2 separate regions of the Capra hircus genome follow, and region 1 is linked to region 2. The links are chromatin contacts, called in public Hi-C maps. All regions are on one chromosome and are shown on one strand. The core of a region is the stretch at or near the end of the contact, and the rest is flanking DNA. Distances in the headings are between cores, read along the strand shown. Region 1 has its middle 19 kb from the start of MIR145. Region 2 holds the start of CSNK1A1 (casein kinase I).

Region 1 (6,110 bases), core at 3,476-5,975, 70 kb before region 2:
GAGCCATATACCAAGGTCACAGATGTGGAAGCGCTATAGGAAGGTCACGTGATAAAAATCTCTGGAACTGATCGAGCCCCACAGCAACTGTTGTCACGAGCCTCTGAATCAAGACTGGCCAGTTTCCTGACCCAATATGAGGCTAAAATACCCACCCTATTACCTACCCTGTAGCATCCTAACCAGGTGACTGGTTATCCTAATGCCACCATTCTGGTAGGAATTTTCTCTGTCTTGAGACTATAAAAACTGGCTGCTAGCCTGCCAAAGGGTTCTGCTCCCCTCTGAGCCAGCACACTGTTCTAACAGCGTTTCCCACTCCAATAAACTTTATTCTCCTCTCATTCTGCCTCATGTCTGGAAACTTTTTTCCAACCTGCACATGGACCACAACAAACTACAGAACATTTCATTACCTCAAGGAAAGCAATTTTGTAGGTTGCTGAGCTCATGGGTTCCTGGTGAGAGGCTTCCAAATATCGAGTCAGCACTCAGCATGGAGGAGAGAGAGGCAGCTCCCTCTCTGATACAGCATTTCTGTGATCCTTTCTGCCTTCCCTTAGCAGTCTTAGCCTGTCCTATTCTATTCAGATACCCACTTTGGGTCAAAAGTAAGGGTTTGGACCTTAGTTACAGTGATACAAGGTCAAGAATCACAAGCTTATGGGCTTTTGGAACTGAAGGATATCAGAAACATGCTGATTGCTCCTCAATCTCGATTCCCTCCTTCCGCTAAAGGATTTATTAGCTAGAACCATGGCTACCTAAGGGGCTTCACCTTAGAGACACAGGTTTGATCCGTGGGTCAGGAAGATCCCCTGGAGAAGGGTATGGCAATTCACTCCAGTATTCCTGCCTGGAGAATCTCCATGGGCAGAGAAACCTGGTGGGCTACAGTCCACAGGGTGGCAAAGAGTCAGGCACGACTGAAGCGACTTAACACAACGGGCTTCCCAGGGGCCTTAGTGGTCTGCCTGCCAAAGCAGGAGACGCAGGAGACGCCAGTCTGGAGGAGGAAATGGCAATCCACTCCAGCATTCTTGGAGTGGAAAATTCCATGGACAGAGGAGCCAGATGGGCTACAGTCCCTAGGGTCGCAAAATCGGCCATGACTGAGTACACGTGCTCACGCTAATGGCTACCAAAAATAAAGACTACGTTCCATTTCCCATGCCCCTCTGCCACTAGGTGCGCCATGTAACTAAGTTCTGCCAGGAAGACGTGGTGCTTCTGAGTCTTCCTTTGCTTCTCCCTTCTTTGTCTGCTCAGCTCTCTGTCTCTGTCCCTTCAGTCTTGCTTCCTGGAAGGTGGGTGTGACGGCCACCTGTTTGTACCACTAGGGTGAGTGCTGCATCACAGGGAGGTGGACGTGAACGAGCTAGGAGAGCCACCACGGCCCTGGTCGTCCTGTCTTTATATTTTCCACTTTATACTTTTATGAGAGAGAGAAATAAGCATCCATCTTGGGAAGCCATTGTTTTGAACTTGTTTCCTATAGTCGGATCAATTCCTAATGGATGGCATTATCTCTTCCAAATTTTCCATATCCTCCACCACACCCTCAAGAATACCATCTTTCCATCCAAGGCTTGAATCCATTCCTTAAAGGATTAGGACAGCTCACATAATTACTACCTCTCGAAGTCATTTCATCTTTAGAACTGAATTGTTAGGAATGTGTTAGAAAATTCTCCCTCATCTTCATTCATTCAGTCTGCATGCAGCCAATTTTCTCCCTCAGGAGGGTCAACCAGAGTCCTGCTGACAGTGCTCACAAGGGCCCAGAGCTTCTATTCCTGACTCCCTCCTTTCCTCCAGGATCTGCCCGTGTTCAGTGTATCCCTTATGCCATTTCCCAGAGCCCCATGAGAAAAGAGACCCAGTGTCCGCAGCTTCCCCGCACATAGGTGAGGCTTCAGGTTTGCAAGCAGCTTTTGATTCTGCGATGCAATGTATTATATATCAATGAAGTTTGAGACATTTGGAATATGTGATAAGAATTCCTTCTATTTGCATAGCAGCTTACATACTTGCTCCCACATTCTTTTTGTTTTTTCCACATTCTCATTTTATTACTATTATTGGTACTACTATTAGTAATAATAATAATGTTCCCATTATAGAAATGTAAAGAAATATGTAAAATGTAGCATGCAAGTGCAAAGTTAGGAACAAAGGGATAAAGAAAAACAGAAGAATGGATTACAAAATATAATCAGACAATAGCTATAAATCATATATACACAGGGCATAACTAGATACTTTGCTACCATTTATTGAGTACTTATTCTTCATAAGGCCCTGGAATAAGCTATGTAATTAAATCCTCGTGAGTATCTTGTAAGTTAGATATTTTGGCTAATTTAAGATGATGACAATGAGCCTCGGGGAGGTTAAGGGTCCTTTTTACGGTCCAGGGGCTCTAATGGTGAAGTTAACACCTTGGTCTGCATGTCCCCTACTGAGTCTTTCCTCCTCACTCCTTCAGACAGACCAGTCCTGCAGCCTGGAATGCTCTCTTCTGCCCCTTTCTTGATGACATGGGCACCATCTCTTCCCCCGCATCTCAGCTTCAATGTCACCTCCAGGAAAAAGACTTCCCTGCCCACCACCCGCCATCTCTCACCACTCTGATAGTTTATTCATATGGAGTCTTCTCCTTCTCAACACACTTAAGTGTCTGGTCAATGCCTATCTCCGTCGCTGGTGCCGGGGATTGCATCTGTCTTGCTTGCTGCTGGTTTGTTGGCACCTAGAACAGAATGTGGCACATTCCGTGCTGAGATCTTGGTGAATGAATGGCAGCCTGGGCTCACAGCCCCCAAATCACCCTGCCTCCCCAGGACTTTCCACTGACCCCTGGGCCTGAAGGGGCTCTCAGAGCTTACCTAGTCCTACCCCTGCATAAGAGAAAGGGGAAACTGAGGCCAGAGAGGGAAAGGCACCTGTGAGGGCTCCACAGTGGTTAGACACACAGCTAGGGGAGAGCAGGGTCCTGGTTCCAGGGCAAGGACCAGAAGCCAGTGGGTGGCCCCGACTGGCCCAGTTTTCTATTTGTGGAAGGATAAAGTGATGCGGGATAGTCCTGAAAAGTGGCTGGTGGGAGGTGCTGCCTAGAACCATGTGGCCAGCCTGGGAAGGAGGCAGAAGGTCCTGCTGGTCTGGATGGGAAGGAATCCAGCAGGGGCCTTGCTGGGTTTCCTCTCAGCAAGGGGGGAAGTAAACACATTCCTTGGCCATGCAGGCATGCCCCGGCTCCAACCGCCCCACCAGCTGCCAGGGCCTTGGGTCCAGTGGTCTGCTGCCCTTTGGAGGAAAGGGCCTGGAGAAGGTGTGTGACTCACCAGGGTCAGAGATGTGTGTGGTGGCTGGTACCCTGTGCCAAGCTGCCTCCTGCCCCCGGGGTACAAAGATGAGAAGAACATTGTGTCCCTCTCCCCATCCTGCTCCTGCAGAAGCCCAGGGACCCCTGGGCCAGCTCCCAGCCAGGACAGTGAGGAGGCCGACAAGTCAGGAGTGGCTACAGGAGCGCTGGGTCCTGCCTTACTGTGCTCATGTCCGTGTGCTCAGTTGCCTCAGTCATGTCTGACTCTGCAACCCCGTGGGCTGTAACCAGCCAGGCTCCTCAGTCCATGGGATTCTCCAGGCAAGAATACTAGGGTGGGTTGCCATTCCCTTCTCCGAGGGATCTTCCCAACCCAGAGATAAAACCCACATCTCCTGGAGTTCCTGAGGAGCGGGCAGTTTCTTTACCACTGGCTAGTGGTAAAGAAAAAAGCTCCCTCTTACTGTACAGATGGGGAAACCGAGGCCCAGAAGGGCAGGGGCTTGCTCCAAGAGCCGCAGCAAGGTGGTAGCTAAGCCAAGACCAGAACCCAGGTCCCGAGGACAATGGTGTCATGTCACTGAAGCCAGGACTCAGGCTGCTACCTCTACCTCCTCCTCCACCCCCCGCCCACCCCCCTTCTCCCTTCAGCTCTGTCAGACTCTTTTACACATGCTGATTTCTTCTGCGCAGAATTCCCTCCTTGAACTGTCTGGGCTGGGCAGACTGTTACCTGTACCTCAGCACCATTCTGTGCTTTCCCGGCACACAGACCAGCTGCCCTGGGGGCAGGGTGCTCCCTGCAGCAGCAGCAGCAGCAGCTGTCCTCGGAAGCCAGTGCCAGGGCTGCAAGCACAGCAGCTGTGAAACCTGGTTCTTGGCAGCAACCAGCAATGATTCACAGGGAGTGGGAAGACAGGAAGGCTTGGGTGTCACCCTATGTAATAAGTCTGATGTCAGGAAAAAGAGCCTGGGGTTCGGATCGGGAGAACCGGCCTGCTTCTCTCTCCAAGCTGTAGGATCTGGTGGAGGCTCTTCAATCCCCTGGAGAGGAATCACTGAGGCTCAGACTCCCGGGTCTGGAATCGGAACCACAGGGCAGCTATTAACCCTTCTGTCAGATCCAGTTGGTAGATAATAGCTCTGGATGGTGCACTGTGTTGAGGAGGATTCAGAGGGAGGAAATCTGATGGTTGTTGTTCAGTCGCTCAGTTGTGTCTGACTTTTTGCCACCCCTTGGACTGCAGCACCCCAGGCTTCCTTTCACTATCTCCTGCAGTTTGCTCACATTCATGTCCATTGAGTCGGTGATGCCATCCAACCATCTCCTCTGATGGGAGACCTGTCATTATTTGATACCCCTGCGCTGGGATCTCTCTAAGGGCCCTTCCTCCCTGATGAACAGACTGCTGTGATCAGAATCAGCAGCTGTCCAAGCTTTGGCAGGGCCCCAGCACAGGCAACAAGGCCTTTGGTCAACAGAAACACACACACACACACACACACACACACACACACACACACACACACACACACACACACACACACACACACACACACACACACACACACACACACACACACACACACACACACACACACACACACACACACACACACACACGAGATAGGGGCCCTTCCCAGGCAAGTGGCTCCAGCTGTGGGCTCCAACCCTCTCCCTTCTGTTGGCCCCAGATAAACATTCCTTCCAGCTTTGCCTGCTGAGCTGCTGCTGGCTTATTCATGCCAGATCAGCACAGCCCAGATCTCAGCAGAGTATCAGGCTAAGCTGCTTCCTGGGAAGGGCTGAGGGTTCTGGGCTTGGAAAGAGAAGGGAAGAGGGCTGGGAGGCTGAAGTCCAGTCCCTGGGCTGATAAGCAGCCTTGGACGTTGCCCTAAGAATTTCCTGTTGTTGCTTCCTTCTTCCTCATAATTGTAGCTCCAGTCTCTCGTCTAGCAACCTAGCATCTGATCGCCATTGCAGACTCAGAGGCCTTTTGTAGGTCAGGGACCTGGGTTTGCTGTACGGCCCTGGGCTGGTGTGTGCCTTAGTTTTCTCATCTGTAGAATGGGGGAAATAATACTGAATGCATTCTGATAGGTGATAGCTAAGGGATTGTACTGGGTTGAATAGTGTCCCCTTAAAATTTACACCCACGGGAAGCTGTGAATTTGACCTTACTTGAAAATAGAGTCCTGGCAGATGTGATCAAGAGGGCATAGTGCAGTAGGGTTGCCCTAAATCTATTGTGACTGCTGTCCTTATGGGAGATTTGGACGCAGAGACGAAACACAAATGCCCACAGAAAGAAGGCTGTGTGAAGACAGAGCCGAGATTGGAGTGCTACGGCCACAAGCCAGAGAGTGCCAGAAGCTACCAAGTTGGAAGAGGCGAGGAAGACTTCTCCCGGGGCCTTTGGAGAGGGCATGGCCCACCTGATACCTGGATTTTGGGCTTCCGGCCTTGGGAGTTGTGAGAAAACAAATTCCTGTTGTTTCAAGTCACCAGTTTGTGGTAATTTGTTATAGCAGCCCTACGAAATGCCTAAAGGGATGTCTATATGCATGTGTCTGCCACACAGTGGCCACTCAGGAGAAGGACTCCCACCCCCACGTGGCTCCTGGTGATGTTAGTGCTTCTTCTTCCTAACCCTGACCCTAAACCTTATCCCTAACCCTGAATGCCTCCCTCTCCTTGAGCACGGGCTCTGCCAGCACCTGCCAGCCAGGCTGGGTGGGAGGGCAGAGCAGTACTAGATGTGTGGGCATGATATCAACCTCACCA
Region 2 (6,143 bases), core at 3,299-5,798:
TCCTCTTATTTCAAAAAAGAGGAAATTTATATCCCCCAAAAGATTAAGGGACCGACTGATCCCAGATCACTCCGTCAATACCACATGGCAGATTTAAACTGAACAACAGATTTGAATTCAGTTCAAAGTAGCACCAAAAAAGGAGGGTTGTAACAGAAACACAGTAACTTAAAATGAGTTCCCAGAGGTCAATTCACAAGGCCCAAAGGCTTTTAGTTTCTTAAACATACCTAAAGACTGAATACCATCCTCCCCCTTTTGCTCTTTCTACTCAGCTGTGCTTCTGCACAACAGATCCCTTAATAAGGTCCTTATAAACTAAGGACTTGATAAGGCAGACATGCTATAATATATAGGCCCGGTAATTTTCAGCCTTTGTTTTAGAATATTCCATAGAATCTTAAGACAATTTTCAGGGTGAGGGTGGATTGAGGGAGAAGGTAGATATTAGTGAGGTCCAGAAATGTTGGTGTCAAATTCCTAATACAATGGGGAATAGACTGCCTTATTTAATTTAGCTAATAAGCAATCTAATTTATTATTTCCCAAGTAAATATTTATTGAGTGTATTTATTGGGCTTCCCAGGTAGTGGTAAAGAATCCGCCTGCCAATGCAGGAGATACAACAAGAGACGGGTTCAATCCCTGAGTCAGGAAGATCCCCCAGAGCAGGAAATGGAGACTCGCTCCAGTATTCTTCTCTAGAAAATTCCATGGACCAAGGAGTCCATGGGGCCAATAGAGTCGGACATGACTGAGCAACTAAACACAAACACACACGCATATAGTTAATGTGGAAATAGTGGGGAACAAACTAAGCAGAACAGATGATGTCGTCACCCAAAATAAAGAAAGCTTATGCATAAGTCTTTCTTATCCTTCCCAGATCAGTAGACAAACAGTTCACTCTCATACTTTAAAACCAATGATCCACTTTTTGTTCTATGTACCTGGACTATACCACTCCTAAAACAAGTTCACTCTTTCCTCACCCTCATTCAATAACTACATTCTGCTTTAGAAACTACTCCCAGTAGCCAGACTTCACTCTTGGACAGCCTCCCTGACCAGTTCACCAAGCTTTCTTCCTTAAGAGTCAGTCAGATCCTGAAATCCCATCTCCTCTCCCAAGAAGTCTTAGCTTGAAAGTCAAGTTAATCTCTTTAGCTCCACCCAGTTTGTAACTCCACAACTCCCTCTCTCAATTTCTTAGAATTTTACTCACAGGTCAATTTCATTTATTTATGTGGGTAATCAGCATATTAACTACTGCCCTCATTGGTCTGTGTAAGTGCTGTTCTTAAATAAAAGCTACCAAATAAAACTCCACGTACTTAATTTGGAGCTAGCACTGAAAATGCCAGGTACTTATTGCTTTTGTAAAAATGATTTTACATTAAATTCAACCTGATTTGTGAAATTTATAAAACCTCCCAACCTCGAAAGCATTAGGTTAGAGAAGCCAGACACAAATGACCTCATACTGCACGATTGCATTTCCATTTAATTCTAAGAAAAACTAGTAATGGGAAGTAAATCAGCAAGGGCCAAGGTGAAGAGATGAAAATATATGCGAAAGGAAAGAAATTTAAAATTCTTAGCCCAACACAAATTTTTTTATTCTGTGACGAAAAAAGATAGTATTTTAATCAAGGTTTTTCATTTTTCCACAGCAAGGTTTAATGGATGAGAACCATTAAAAATCTCAAATCTGATCATCTCAGATTTCACATTAATCTTTATCTTGTAAGAACCTGGTATTTTCTTCCTAATAATTTATTCTGACTTCCAACCAATAGAAAATTGTATCATTCAATTTCTCCATTAAAAATGTTTATGACCATTGAAAATTTTTTTAAGGATAGTGTCTCTCTGGTTTTCACATCAGAATAAAGATTTGAAGAATAAAAGCTAGGATAGTAAAAGAGGCTACAGTAAATACCATTCCAGTTATATATGTGGATCCACTGTATCTGGATCTTTTTGCAAACGTTATTAAATAATTGTTGGAAAAGGGCTGGGTCTTAAACTGTGTTTTAGTCTCTATCCTAGAAAGATATTCTTTAATCTTAAAAGTCGAACTTTTCTAAAATCCTTTAATAATTTAAAAGGACCCAATGTCTTCATCTGGTCATCATCTATCCTTATTACTATTTGCCTTCACCTATATCCCATCTCCAAAAAAAGCTACAATTTCCCAGATGTGAAGAGTTACTGACCAAGTAACTCAACAGGTTAAAGTTACTTGTCAAACTGCGGTTACATGATTAAGCTTCCTTTTAATACAACTGAGTCAATTTCAACATAGTGTTGCTCAAACTGCCTTTGTCATTTCCCACAAAATTTCGTACACAGACTGAAATGCAACAAACATTACCATTCTTTACAGGGTTAATTAACACTTCTGGAAAGGACTATGAGAGATTTTGCATAGTAAACTTAATTTCACATCTCATCTGCTGCAGAGATCACAAACAGGCTGTCACTATACCATCTCTTTCCTTGAACCTCACCACTTCCTGCGTCTTTATTCTAGGCTTTTCAAAGGTTTAATCAACTCGGAGCTGCCAAAGACGGAATCCAGGAAGCATAACTTATGAACCCAAGCAGTGAAAAGGGCAGGAATATGTGCTTGAGTCACGTCGTTCCGCCATTTTCTAAGCGGAGGAGGAAGACATGTTGGAACAAAAACACAACAAAAGAGCAGCCATTTCCCAAGCCAGCTCCAATAGCAACCCGAACTGGCCCAGCCCGGTCACTTCGGCACCCTCAAATCCACTTCGCTGGACAAACCTAAGGGAACAGCTGAGGTGAAAGAAAGCAGTAGGCAACCCTTCCGCGTTGGGATCAAAGATGGCCCGCATACTCTTCACTGCAAATGAAAGAAAGCCTCGGGAAGAATGACGGAAGCTAAACGGAGCAGAGTGTTAACAAACTGAAATCCTAAACTAAGTTGGCAAACTAAAATCTACTGTGATTGTGGTGACTTACGCTTCACCGGAAACCCAGGTAGCGCAAATGCCAAGAGCCGGATTCAGCTGGTCCCATTGCCTGCCTCTTACACATTTTCTCCCATTCTGTACTTCCCTCAGAAGATTGCCTGTTTGCTCAAGGATTCTTACCGTATGTGGGGGATGCCAACCCCACCTTGAAGAATCTTATAGAGTTTGCTCTCGTACAGCAACTGGGGATGCCTGGCCTTCTGGGATTCTAGCTTCACTGCCACCTCCTGCAGGGGAAAGAGGGGATGATGGCATCAACATCCTTATGGATTCAATGTCACTTGGCAAAAGAGGGGGAAACATGTGCACATCTCCAACTCTCGGCTAGAAGGTGGTGAGAGGCTGGGAAGAGAAAGATCTCTGTAATTATAAAACGAGGCAACCAGCCTCAAAGGCCTCTTCAGGGGGCAGTGACGAAAGCGGCACGTCCTCTAAAGTATAAGAAAATGATTCATCCAGAAAACGTAATGAGGGTTATGAAGAAACCAGGCGATCGGTAGCTGGCCTAATGGGAACAAGAACCCCAGTCAACTAAAAATATAGGAAGAAAACGAGGGGACCCCAGAAATAGGATTTTGCCGTTCTCACCTTAAACAACGGTTTTTTAAAAGTTCGATTAAGGTGTATTTTTAACAAGCTAGGAAACTTCCTAGTACACCCAACCTTTCTCTCGGGTTCTTTCCTTTTAGGGAAAGAGAGCGGGGGAGGTTCCTAAGACAGGAAAACTGGCTCCCTCTGGACTTCCCAGTGCGTGAGTGCGGTGGGAAAAGGCCCGAGCAGTTCGCGGGGCGGAGGAGTGAGGACAGGCGCAGCGTAGTCGTGAACCCCACCCCAGGTGATTACCTCGCCGTTGGTGATGTTGATCGCCAAATAAATGTCCCCGAAGGAGCCAGACCCGATCTTCCGTACCAGTTTATACTTCCCTCCGACAATGAATTCGGCCTTGGAGCCGCTGCTGCTCGCCATCCTGAGAGACGAAGATGGAGGCTGGGGCTAAGCCCCGACACCTCTAAGGGGAGGATGGAGGCCTCTAGGGCTCGACCACGGAAAGGCTGTGGAGAGCGGCAGGCAACAGAAAACGATGGCTCTTTTTCGGCGTTACAGGGCCCAGAATCGGCCAAGGGGAACCTGATCACCGCTGCTGTCAGGTTTTTTGGCCAGGCCGCAGATTGTTGAAGGAGTTCTCGCGGTTACTAGGCTGAGCCACTTGTTTCTGGCGGCCGCCGCTGCCTCGCTTTCCCGGCGACGCCGCGGGCTGGAAAAGGAGAGCGGTGAAGCTAGGGCGGCGATACCGCTGCCACCACTGCCGCCGGCTCCCGCCCGGAGGGACCCCTGTCACTCCGCCGACGCCGCCATCTTGTTACTCCGGCTCCAACCAACACAAAATGCCCCCAGTCCCCGGGAGCCGCTTCTTCACAGCGCAGAGCACTGTGGGAAAGGGATCGCGAGCGCTAGCCCCGGAGGGTCGACAGCAAGAAGGAGGGCGGAACCGGATCCGTGAGAGTCGCGGCCCACGCTCTGAACGTCACTCCGTCACCGCCCAATTGCGCACGCGTACTGCCACCCTGCTTACTGCGCAAGCGTGCCGTGGTCTCTTCTAATCCCCGCCCGGGGCCCATTTCCACTTCCGGTCGTCGACTGTTGCACTGTGAGCTACCTGTTAGTCACGTCAGACCCGCCTGGTTTCTGAAAGGCTTCGCGGCCCCAGGCCTAGAGAGCATATTAGGGAGGAGTCACCTTCATTTTTCTTGGAAGATGGTGCGTCAGGCCTTAAGAGTTGGGTGTTGACCTTTGCTCTTTGTTTGAGGCGCTTTTTAACCTTTTGATCTTTACTGGGGCTACTCCCCCCAACCGGCCCATTCCAGTTCAGTATCTCTTTTGAAAGAGGCTGTCGCCTCTGGTGGAAAGAAAGAGAAAAGCAGGCCTGTACGGGCTGGATTAGTTCAGGGCTCGGTGTTTTAGCAGTCTAGCTGAGGAGTCTTACTAGAATTCTGCGCTTCAGGGAGTGTTGGATTCCCTATTTTAACAGAGAGGAAAAGAGGGAAAGCAGGAATTAACCCTGCACCTGTAAGTCTTTGTGTTGTTTACCCACTGATACTTGATACCCAAGGCAGGGGAGAAATCCGAGTAATGTTAGTGGCCAATATATAGTCAATAGAAAATAAGATTTAGAGCCGTGAAAAAACTTGCACATACAAAAGTTACCCTCTTCGCAACCCCCACCCCGACAAAGAAACGTGGAAAAATCGTATCTTGGTCTTGTTGAAAACTGCAGTCTTGACCCAAAAACATTCGGTAGAAAGAACTTCATTATAGAACTGTGTTCAAAACTTTACACAATAAATTTTTTTTTTTTACTAAAAATTGGTCAGAGAATCAAATCTTGAGCACAATTTCGTTTAGAAAAATTTGAACTGGGAAAATTGGGCTTGGTAGTAATGATAATCTGAAAAGAAAGCTGCATGATGGTGTTTCATTTGCAATATGAATCAAGCCCTGATGGATGAGTGAATCAAAGCCTCAGTTGTGAAAACTTACATAGAAAATCCATCCCAAATAAGATAATTTTGTAAAACCTGACTAAAATGTAGACTTAGTTGTAGCCTCGATAGCTGATCAAGTAGTAATAGGGTTCATCCTGAAAGATATCTTAAGTGGAATTCCTACATGGTACTTTATTTCTGGCTTAAATATTTGTATTCATAAATCTCTGACCTAAATGTCTTGAATTTGATAACGGAGAAAACACTAAGGTTTAACGTGAAGTTTTTGCACTAACAAAACCCAAGCCACCTGACTCCCAAATCAGCACTGTTGGACAGCCTCCTTTGGTGATTCTAAGTGTGTCTGGCCTACTTTAAATTCTCTGCTGTCAGGATTCTGGTGTTTGTTTGCTCTTAAGTCAAGTTTAAGCATCCTGAATTTTTCAAGTTTCCAAAGATAGCTATTATTCTGCTGATTTTTTTTTACCACAGCCATCCAAAATTTAATGGATTCCTCAGCTTGAAGAATTCCCTATATAAGGGGTGGGGTATACATATAAAGAAATCCCCCCCCCCCCAGTAGTGAGGACACAAATGCTCAGCTGTGGGTTAGGGTATAAGGGTATGTGTGAAGTGGACTAAATTAGGGATACCTAGA

Evidence for each region. A called contact is a pair of places that touch in the nucleus more often than the background predicts.
Region 1: a Hi-C map of liver shows a contact between it and region 2, with 2.8 times the contacts expected there. The contact joins the enhancer-like site here to the promoter of CSNK1A1 in region 2. A contact is called at or near these places in 3 of 5 Hi-C or Micro-C datasets (blood and liver).

What each region holds. Positions count from the first base shown.
Region 1 is chr7:49,582,901-49,589,010 of ARS1.2, reverse strand. No RefSeq gene overlaps it. Among named protein-coding and RNA genes, the nearest start is that of MIR145, 19 kb to the left of the region's middle. Within about 2 kb of position 4,725, at least 5 of the 5 cell types and tissues checked have an H3K27ac peak or open chromatin away from gene starts, as enhancers often do.
Region 2 is chr7:49,512,534-49,518,676 of ARS1.2, reverse strand. It overlaps CSNK1A1 (casein kinase I), which reads right to left and starts at 4,548. Exons shown (of 10, transcript XM_005683156.3): 1 at 3,846-4,548; 2 at 3,123-3,229. The coding sequence starts at 3,968.